Linked DNA regions of Macaca mulatta: region 1 is linked to region 2. A link is a contact called in public Hi-C data. All regions are on one chromosome and are shown on one strand. The core of a region is the stretch at or near the end of the contact, and the rest is flanking DNA. Distances in the headings are between cores, read along the strand shown.

The links. A called contact is a pair of places that touch in the nucleus more often than the background predicts.
Region 1: a contact with region 2 is called in a Hi-C map of fetal cortical plate, with 3 times the contacts expected there. The contact joins the enhancer-like site here to the promoter of LINC02875 in region 2. A contact is called at or near these places in 4 of 14 Hi-C or Micro-C datasets (cortical neurons, fetal cortex germinal zone, fetal cortical plate and 1 more).

Annotation. Positions count from the first base shown.
Region 1 is chr16:49,284,290-49,289,542 of T2T-MMU8v2.0, reverse strand. All of the region lies in intron 3 of LOC144335491 (a long non-coding RNA gene), which reads left to right. Among named protein-coding and RNA genes, the nearest start is that of NACA2, 39 kb to the left of the region's middle. Within about 2 kb of position 1,937, at least 1 of the 40 cell types and tissues checked has an H3K27ac peak or open chromatin away from gene starts, as enhancers often do. A contact at or near this core is called in fetal cortical plate, where this site is marked.
Region 2 is chr16:49,150,352-49,155,631 of T2T-MMU8v2.0, reverse strand. It overlaps LINC02875 (long intergenic non-protein coding RNA 2875), which reads right to left and starts at 3,162. Exons shown (of 3, transcript XM_015120018.3): 1 at 2,413-3,162; 2 at 1,153-2,410; 3 at 244-1,111. The coding sequence starts at 2,869. The coding sequence ends at 1,824. It overlaps TBX2 (T-box transcription factor 2), which reads right to left. Exons shown (of 7, transcript XM_015120017.3): 7 at 5,267-5,280.

The DNA of each region.
Region 1 (5,253 bases), core at 688-3,187, 140 kb before region 2:
GATAGTGTAGAGATGATGTGAGCCTTCTTTACAGTCAGGGCTTCGCTTTCTCTTGTTGTCAACTTTCATAGAATCCTTTCCTTCACTTGTCCCTGCACCAAACCTCACAACTCACATATGACTGTGGGAGTTGACTAAACGCTTCGTAATTCTTTAGAATTCCTTATGCAAAGCAGATTACGGCTTTGGCGCTTTGTGTACGACCAAGCCCTCTAACACCCAATTCCTTTTGTCAGCTTAAACCCTAATTTGAGAACCTTTCTTGTGGTAAAAACACAATCGGATGAAGACACCAATTTGGTCTGATTCACATTTGGCTTGGAAACATGTTGTTGATAAAGGATCCGCCTTAAGTGTATTTTTAAACGCAGATATTTCTCACTCTGAATTGATTTTTTATAAAGCGAAGGGAAAGGGACAGAAGGGACATTAGGAACATTGAACATTCATTTTTGTATCCGTCTCTGTCTTACATGTTTTCACAAATCTAACTTGTTCAAACATTAAAAAGAAAAAAAAGTTATTTCTCCCATTTGAACAGAGGAGAAAATTGAGTGAGAGGTCAAGTAACTTGAACAAGTTCCTTGGTAATAAACTAATAAATAGCAGGACCTAAATTCAAGTCCTAGCATGCGGGACAGTTACTGGCCAAACCACACGGGAGAGGCCCTTGGGTCAATTTAAACACTGATAATGAGTGTCATGGAAATACAGGAATTAAATCTCACGTAAGGATCAAGTGCACTACATACACAGCCATGGCCATCCAGATACTAAATATAAACAAAAAAGAAATCTCTTCCAATCCTATAGCTTGTGGCATTTCAGATTACATCTATAATCCCAGCATTTTGGGAGGCTGAGGTGGGCAGATCACGAGGTCAGGAGATTGAGACCATCCTGGCCAACATGGTGAAATCCCATCTTTACTAAAAATACAAAAATCAGCTGGGCTTGGTGGTGGGCGCCTGTAGTCCCATCTACTCAGGAGGCTGAGGCAGGAGAATCGCTTGAACCCGGGAGGCAGAGGCTGCAGTGAGCCAAGATCGGGTTACTGCACTCCAGCCTGGCGAGAGAGCAAGACTCCGTCAAAAAAAAAAAAAAAAAAAAAAAAAAAAAAACCAGGCACGGTGGCTCATGCCTGTAATCCCAGTACTTTGGGAGGCCAAGGTGGGCAGATCACGAGGTCAAGAGATCAAGACCAACCTGGCCAACATGGTGAAACCCTCTCTCTACTAAAAATTAAAAAAATTAGCTGGGCATGGTGATACAAACCAGTAGTCCCAGCTACTCAGGAGGCTGGGGCAAGAGAATGGCTCGAATCCGGGAGGCAGCGGTTGCACTGAGCCGAGGTCACACCACTGCATTCCAGCCTGGTGACACAGAGAGATTCTGTCTCAAAAAAAAAAAAAAAAAAAAAAAAAGATGGGAGAGAGGGAGGGAAGGAGAAAGAAAGAAAAAGAAAAGAAAGAAAAAAAGGAAAGAAGGAAAGAAGGAAAGAAGGAAAGAAAGAAAGAAAGAAAGAAGGAAGGAAGGAAGGAAGGAAAGAAAGAAAGAAAGAAAAAGAAGAAAGAAAGACAGAAAAAAGAGAGAGGGAAAGAAAGAAAGAAGGAAGAAGGAAGGAAAAGAAAAGAAAGAAAAGAAAAAAGAACAGAACAAGAACAAGAAAAACCTGTAGTAATCAGGCCCAACACAGACTCAAGCCAGAAGACAGGGCTGGACCCTGGGCACACGGAGGTGGAAAAGTCCAGAAGGTGAGAGGAGACCTAAATTCTACCTCATAGGCATTCCTGCGTAGGTTCCAGTGACACAACTATCCATGTGCCTCTGAAAATAGTGTACTTTGGGCAGGCTATAGATTGCCTATGCCTGGTTGATGTTTATTCTGAAAATTTAATCCTAGCAGTGGAGCCATTCATATTCTCAACAGTAGAGGTCCTCAGTACCATAGTTCTTCAGCAAAGAGGCTGAAAAAAATTCTCCAACCTTGAATTATTTGGCATTTATGGTTGCTTATGGAACTTAAGTCATTTTATGGATACAATTGTCTATTTTTTATGTCATTAATAAACAAAAAATGTAGTCCTCATGGTCTGATCTTGGCTTAAAATTTCCCAGTCTTCTGTAACAACTGAAATCATGCGTCAAAAATGAGTTGACTCAACAAGTGAAATAATTGGAAAAAAAAATACATAAAGCATTCTCTTAAAGTTTTGGGATAAAAAGACCATGAGAAAATGTTTGGAGAAGATGTTAAAATTTATCGTGATGAAAGAAAACAATGATTTTTGGGGAAGGATGGGGGTGTTGGTTCTGTTTTTCTAAAAACTGTCAATTTATGTCTTGTCTATTGTGTCTAGAACTATAGAGCTATAAGATACTTAGGGTGTTTTGTTTGTTTTCTTTGTTTTTTGTTTTTGTCCCAGGGATTTTTATTTGAATTTTCTACCTGTAAACACAATTCACTAAGAACAGCTCCATTTACCCTTTCTTTTCACCAAAATTTGACATTGTCTTTAATCTTCCCAATTCTTTATTCTCCATATAACAATCAGGAAATCTTATCAGTTCTACCTCCTATATATTGCGTGTCCCATTTTCCATCTCTCTGGCCCCCATTGCCCTAGTTTGGGTCCTTAACTTGGTTGTTATAATTCTCTTCTATCCAGTCTTCCTATTTCTAGTTTCATATCTTTTTAAACCATTCATTGCATATTTATAAAACTGCCTTTCTAAAATGCCATTTCCCTGCTTAACACTTCCAGTGGTTTTCCATCACTACTGAACAAAGCACAAATTTCCTAGCATAGCCTGCCAGTTCCTTTATAACCTTGTCCCTAACTACCTCTCCAGCTTTATTGTTTCCTTCCCTTTTTACCATAGCCCTCAAATCTATGTTCCAACCACACACTGAACTACTAAGAGTTTCTCAGATGCATCAAACTGTTTCAACCTTTCTGTCTTCGCATGCTGTTTTTCTCCTGAATATTACCATTCTTTCTTCTCTCATTCCTTGTTTACCTGACCAATACCTAACTCTTCCTTTAAGATCCAGGCCAAGTATCTTTGCATTGTAAAACATTTCCTGAACCTCAGGCTGGGTTAACAGTTACCTTCTTTGTACCAACATTCTGTATACTCTTCCACTCCCATAGACCCAGTAGTATACTAGCTATTTCTCCTGCTAAACCAATGATTCTCAGTGGTGACAGAGAGTGTGTTGGGCCAGTGCAATTTTGCCCATCAGAGGACATTTGGCAATTACTGGTTCTATTTTTTATTATAACAGCAATGGGGTGGTGGTGGTGCTACTGGCATCTATTGGGTAGAGGCCAGAGATGCTGCTAAACATCTTCTAATGGCCAGGACAACCTCCCACAACAAAGAATTATCTAGTCAAATGTGAGTAGTACCAAGGTTGAGAAACTCTGTGTCAGACTATAAATTTGCATCTTTAGAAAAAACTTTGAATCTTTAGAACCTAGAACAATGCCAAGCAAAAATTAGGCACTAAATAAATATTGGTTGAAGGAGTAAAAACTTCCATAGGGTTATCTAAAGGGAATCCATTCAAGGATTTAAAAATATATATTATTTGGAAAAATAACGAGAGCCCAAATTCAATCACATTCAAAAGTATAATTTGACATTTATCTTAAAATTTCCTTAATAATGCATAGAAACACTAGATTAAAATTTTGATCTGATTATATGCCTGCTCCTCCCAAAAATGTCATAAAATGTCAAAAAAACAAGAAAAAGTCCATCAGATTAGATATTTTGAAGAACTCCTGAAAGAGACCATAGCTGATGGAAGGGAGGAAATAATCAAAGAAATAATAGAAGAAAATTTCCCAGGTCTAAAGGAAGATTAAAAGGGCCTGCATCATGTGCTTATATCAAAATACCAAGAATAAAGAGAGGAAAAACCATCTACAAAAGGATAGATATCACATTGGCATTTCATGTCTAATTACTGGGACTAGATACCAAAATTATATTGAGATGAAATAATATCTCAATATAATGAGGGAACATTATTTTAAAACTAAAATCTTATTCCTAGTTAATTAATATTTACATAGTGGGACAAAAATTAAGACATGTTCAGACACAGTAAGACTTAGAAGTTTATCACCCACAAATTTTCTCTTTAGAGAATTACTAAAAGACATAACCCACCCCAAAACCTGTCAAAAAAGGAATTCAGAGGAATATAAGAGATATCAGAAACAAATGATAAGCAAAGAAGTAAAACCTAAAATAAGTATGATGATATGCATGTATAATGAAAAATAGTTAACAACAACCTGGAACTAAGGTCATAATGACAAATAGTTAACAACAACCTGGAACAAAGGTACCAGATGACTTCAATGTGTGAGGTAGAAAAAGAAAGACAAAAGTACAAGAAAGAAAATGAATGTTTGCTAAGACTCATGTTAGGGCCAAGAGGTGTCTGGATATATACACAAATGATTTTAAAAGAGAAAAATTAGAAAACTTAATGTTAAAATGTAAAAGAATCCATTAAGAAAATGGAATATATAGTTTCCAAAACAATAAATAAAGGGAAAAAGAAGAAATAAATCAATCCAACAAAAGGCAATAAAAAAAGAAATAATAGTTAATAGAAAACATAAAGTGAGATAGCAAGATTAAGTCAAAATATACCAGTATTCTTAATAAATGTAAGCCGGTTAAATTTTCCAATGAAAAGATAGAATATCCAATTAGGTTTTTAAAAAATCTTGTCTATGTTATTTGCAAGAGACATATATAATATAAAATGATGAAGAAAAGTTTAAAGTGAAGAAATTGGAAAAATCTATCCCAGATAAATGTTAAAATAAGGAAGCAGATATAGCAATATTAATTTCAGACAAAACACTAGTTTTAGTGTAAAACATTAAAAATGACAAAAGGGACAAAGATTTTTCATTTTGATAAAAATACAATCCATCAAGAAGAAATAAGAATTTTGAACTTTTATGAACTAGAACATAGCTTTAAAATATACATTATTCAGTAACAACTGATAGAAATACAAAAAGAAATTCACAAATCCACAATTAAAGTGGAAGAGTCTAACAACTCTGAGAAATCAGATGCTCATGTATACAAAGTAAAGACATAATGGATTTAAACTAACAATCAAACAAACAAACAAATCTAAACGATACACATAGAATATTATACCGAAGAAAAGCACAATACGTTTATCTTCAAACATCCATGGAAGATTCTGAAAAT
Region 2 (5,280 bases), core at 1,913-4,412:
CCGAAAAGCCCCTGCCCCGACCAGGGGTCCCTGCAGGCCCAGCTGGGCTGACTGGAGCCATGAGGCCACCCTTCCCCCGGCCTGCTGGACCTAGGCTCTGAGCCAGGCTGCTTCTCCCACGGACACACCTCCTGGCCAGGACATCCGGGCACTCCTCCCCTGCCCTGTTTGCCCTTTTCCTGCTGCAAGCCTGACTCTCACCCATCATCACTTCATCAGTTTCCAAGGGCCAGGCCCAAGGGATTGCGAAAGAGCTTTGTCCTTTATTTACTGGATGGCCTCAGGCACCTCACTTCATTTCTCTGAACCCCAATGTCGTGTCTGTGAAATGGGGACTCATAGTCTCCACCCCGCCAGTGAGGGCTGGGGAGAGGCCACATGTGAAAGTGCGTTGGCTGTCATGAAGGCTTCCTCACAAGAAAGAAATTAGCCTGGGGGACCCGCTTAAACATGGGTGCCTGAATGGCCTTCACTGGTATCCCTTTCTCTCTTTGGGGTCTCTCTTTGGGAAGAAGTTACACACAGTCAACAAATTGTGGTGCTGGGCAATAAAGTCACCCCCCAACCCCCGCCCACAACCCACTAGTCTGCATCTCTCCAAAAGCAGCTTGCTTGAGGTAGAAGGCCAAGCTGTGAGTGACAACCACACCCCACAGGGAATGGAGGCAACTGGAACCTAGAATGCAATTTCCTAATTGAGAATTCATCCAGGCCACCAACCCAGTCCCCCACCCCAAGAATCTTGGCGAAGGCCCTCAAGGTCTGTGACTCTGCCTATCCCTCTGGCTCAGGTTCCTTAAGCATTAAATGGGAACATGGCTCTTGTCTAAAGCAGTTCTGGCTGGGGGTGGGACAGGGGTCACTGGAAACTGGACCCAGGTCAACTGGCCATTTGCAGATCAACTTGATTTTAGTCCAAACTACTTATTTTGCAGATGAGGCTTCTGCAGCCCAGAGAATAAAGTTACATTTTTGGAGGGCACTCACAGCTCTAGAGGCAGAGTTCGACCTTGTACCTATCCAGTTTTCCTACCAAGCAGCTGCTTCAGCCATAGATGAGCATGTAGATAATTATTAAATCACCAAAGATTTGGTCCTATTCTCTGCTACACTGTACTTTGAAAGAGAAAAGAGCTGAGAGCCCAGTGCTACACTGTACTTTGAAAGAGAAAAGAGCTGAGAGCCCAGTGCGGGTACGACATCTGGCCTGGGTCCCATCACCCAGCCGGTGACTGTATCGCAGCGGAAATGACCCTCGACTGGTGTTAACCGGGCTGCTTTCTAGCCGTGTGCCCTTAGGAAACCTGTGTAGGGTTAATCTCTGAGGGTGCCAGAGCTCATCTGGGGACATAAAGGGTCAGCTGGCTTCTAAGCTCCACCCCCTCCAACTCTGGCATTCCCCAGCCAACGGGTCTTACATCCCCTGCCCCCTATTCAGACCTGACCCAGAGCCTTAGTGGCTTTTAATCCAAGGGCGAGATTCTCAGGCTGACCCCTGGGCCCTCCCCAGTCCCCACCACCTCCCCAGTCCCCACCACCTCCCGCTGGAATAACGCAGCCCAAAGCCTCCCCTACGGAGGCAGGAACTTAGGTGAGCAGCTCCACAGGGCACATCCTGCCCTCAACCCTGAAGACCCCACCCTGAAGAAACGCGTAAGGGTGGTGAGGAGGGCGGGTTGGAGCCGAGGGGTCCCTCTCCGCGAGAGGAGCGCCGGATCCCCGCCGATCCTTCCCCTATCGCGCCCCCAAGTCCTCACCGTGGAGTGGGCCCCGCGCTCCCAGGGCCGTGCGGCCCGCCCCCTGCGGATCTCAGCCACAGCCCCCTACGGAGGAGCCTGGGAGGCCGGAGGCCGGCAGCTCCTTCCCGGCAGAGAGAACGCGAGGGCCCAGCCCGGCCGGCGCGCAGAAGAGGACACGCCGGGATCTGCAGCAGCCTGGAAGGTCGCCGAGCTGGCGATGCCCGGCGGTCCCGGCAGCAGGGGAGAAGGCCCCACCCCGAGCCTCAAGCCCTCCGCTCCGCGTGTCCGCAGCCCCGGAGTCCCTCGGTCCCTCGGCGGCCTGTGCCGGGCTCCGGACCCGGCTCTGCGTGCGTCGGTGGCTGCTCCTCCGTGCCCGGCTTGCCCGGGTCCCCAGTCTACCTCCCGCTCTCGCCCGAGGCGGGCTGTGAGGCCGCGGCCAGGGCCCTGGCCTGCAGCGCCATCTCGTGGACCTGTGGGGAGTTGCCGAGGCCCGAGGCCTGGGCGGGCTCTGGGTTCGCTCCCACTCGTGCTCCCGGCGGGGAGCTGCTAGAGCTGCCAAGAGGACTCGCCGGGAAACGAGGCGCGGCCGTCAGCTCTGGAAATCCGTGCTTCCGGAGTGGGTTCGGGGTCCCCGGCCCCATTCAATAGGAGGAACAGATATGCGCCTCCGGGAGCCAAAAAGAAAGTCCAAGGGCAAAACCGCCCCGAGCGTGCTCGGACACATTCAGCGCCCCGCGACCAGCCTCCACCCCGAAGGCGCTCCGGGGAGGGTGCCCAGGGGACCCGGAGCTCGGGCTCCCTCCCAAGAGCGCGGGGGCTCCCTCCGCTGCCGCCCAGTCCTGCGAGCATGGAGCGCTCGGCCTCTTGCTGGCTCCCGCCTGACCACCGGTGCTCCGCACCTGGGAGCCAAGGACAGCGACGGAGGGGGAGGAAGCGGAACTGGATTTTGGGTCCTTCCCAGAGCGGAGGAAGGCAGGCTTGGGGTGTAAATCCAGGGCTCGTGGAGGCTGTCCCTCAAGAGGCCGTCCCATAATCGGGAAATAGGGGGTCGGGGCCTCGAGCTGGGGCGCTTGAGCTTGGGAGTCCCGGGGAGAGCGAGGCTGAGCGCGCCCCTCCCGCCCCAGGAGCATCCCGCGCGGGAGTTCGCGGTCAGCTGGGGAGGCGGGCCCGGGAGCTGCGCCCTTCGGAAGGGCAGGGCCAGGCCACACCGGTGGCTCGGGTTCTCCACGGCAGCGGCGGGGGAGTTGGGGAGGAAGGGCTTGAGGGCTCGGATTCCGAGTAGCCCGAGAGGAAATGAGGTCCGCGGGGCCTTGGAATCCGTGCGGCTTCGCCGCTAGGGGGTCTCTCGGAGCCCCGCACTCACACCCTCCGTCTTCGAGTTCCTCCGGGAATCGAACGCGCCACCCCACACCGACAAGCACAATTCCCTCTTAGATCTCACACGCCCTACACGTGGGGGCCCGCGGCGACAGGCTAGGCCACCAGTAGGTATCGCCATTGCCCCAGCACAGGCCCTCCTGCCACGCGCGTGCCGGTGGCTCTGCCGTCCAAGGACCCCGAGCCAGGCCCTGAAGGGTTAAGGAGGCCTTGTGGCACCGGAGCCGCGGGTACGCGGGGCGCCTGGGCTAATTGGCGACCCTGGGGACAATGAGGGCTGGGAGGCCGGGGAGGAGGGTGGCTTAATTGGGCATGGGAGTGGCCTAGCCTTTGTCTAGGACAAGGCCCAGCCGCAGGCCGCGGGTTCCCGCAGTCGAACTCTGGCCACCAGCTGGGGCCCCGCGGAGCGCCGGGTGGGCGACTCGGAGGGGACCTGTGAGGCGGGAGGTGGCGGCTGGAGTGGAGTGGGGGATCTCTAGGCCCTGGAGTCCCACCCCACTCGGGTTGCTGCAGCAACGACGCGGCCCAAAAACGGCCGCAACGAGGCAGCCCCGCCTGGCCTTCGCAGCCACCAGCCTCCCCCGCGCCGGTGCCTGCGCCCGCGCCCCTCCTGCGACCCTAGGTCGGTGCTGCCCCCTGGTGTCCGCAGCCCTGTACGCAGGCCGCCGCGGGCCCGCAGCCGACTCTTGTCTCCCTCCTAGTGTCCTGCTGAAAGTGAGAAGCCGCGGGAAGCAAACGCGCCCCTGCTCTAGGAGTATGAGGCGTTTCAGCCCAAAGCGACCTCCAGCAAACGCGCTGCCCACGAGCTTCTATTTAGGCTGGAAAACGGGCTTCTCTGTCCCCATCGGGTTCCCGCAGGTCTGAGGTCTCAGCCAGAACCCACCCTCTGGGGTTTGGACACGTTCTACTGCAACCTCCCACTCGTGCACTGGCTGAGTCCTCTCCCCGCTCCAGCCGCATTCGGCGTGGCCTGGGGGCAGCCCCCTCCTGAAGAGGCGGGCCTGGTTCTCTCTCTGGTTCCTTGCAAATGTATCGGCCCACGAAGGCATCTAGGCGTCTGGGGGCCCAATTGTTCATTCCATCTTCATCATCGCCCTCCCGCCATCTCAACGTCCTTGGTGTTTTGGAAGCCAGCACCCTCCCCAAACCCCACCCTGTGCAGTGCCCAAGGTGGGCAGCCTGTTGGGGCAGGGCATTCGGGGTCCCCAAGGCTTAAAGAGAACTGGGAAGGAGGTGGGGTGCTCGGTGACCGACCAGACCCAGGGCTGAAGGGGTGCCCGCCCAGTTCCCACCCCTTCCCCATCCCCACTGCTAGGAGTCGGTCTGGAGACACCTGCTAGCTAGGCGAGGAGGATGCGGCTCTGGGGAGCTCACCGGCGCGGGGCGGGAGGCAGATGTCCTCGTAGGAGTGGGTCTCGGGGAAGAACCAGCCTAATGGAGACTGACACAGCGGGACCACGGAGAGACCCCAGCCAAGCCCGTTATTATACAGGGGAAAGTGAGGCAGGAATGGAAATAGCCCACTGACCCCACTCCCCACTTTCCCAAGAGGGATTTAGATAGATGAGTTAAAGTAAGAACTTCAGTCCAGAGTTTGCCACTCTAGCCAACAGCCCTGACGCGGAGGAAATGTTTGTCTTTGAGGTTCAGGAGGCAGAGAGAGGGGAAAGAATTCTAGGCTAAGCGATATTTGGCGGGGCGGTACGGGTGGGACACAGCCAAATCCCTCCTCGGAAGGGAGAGGGCGGACAAGGAGCACCCATCCTCCCAGCCCACCCACCCAGAAGCATTGAAAGGAGATGCGTTTCCAGTGTGGTTTCCCGGAGAGGGAGTCAGAAGCCAGGAGTCCAGGCCGCTCGGCTGCTCACCTCCCGGCCCGGGTGGGTGCCCAGGCCAGTGGCGCGGAGCGGCGGGAGCGGCCGGCAGGGGGAGCCCGGCCCCGGTCTGGGACGCAGCGGGCGTCCCGCGCCGGCGCCGCCCTGCCTCGCGGCTCAGCCAGCGCCCCAGACGCCCTGCCGCTCTGCCGCCCCCGGGGTGCAGCTGTCGCCGAGCGAGGGGCGCGCAGCCTTTTGTCCCCGCCTTTCGTCCCTCCTTTCGCGCGTACAGCGCCCCAGCCCCGCGCGGCCCACAGAGCGCACAGCGCCGTTCACTTCGCTTTGTAGCG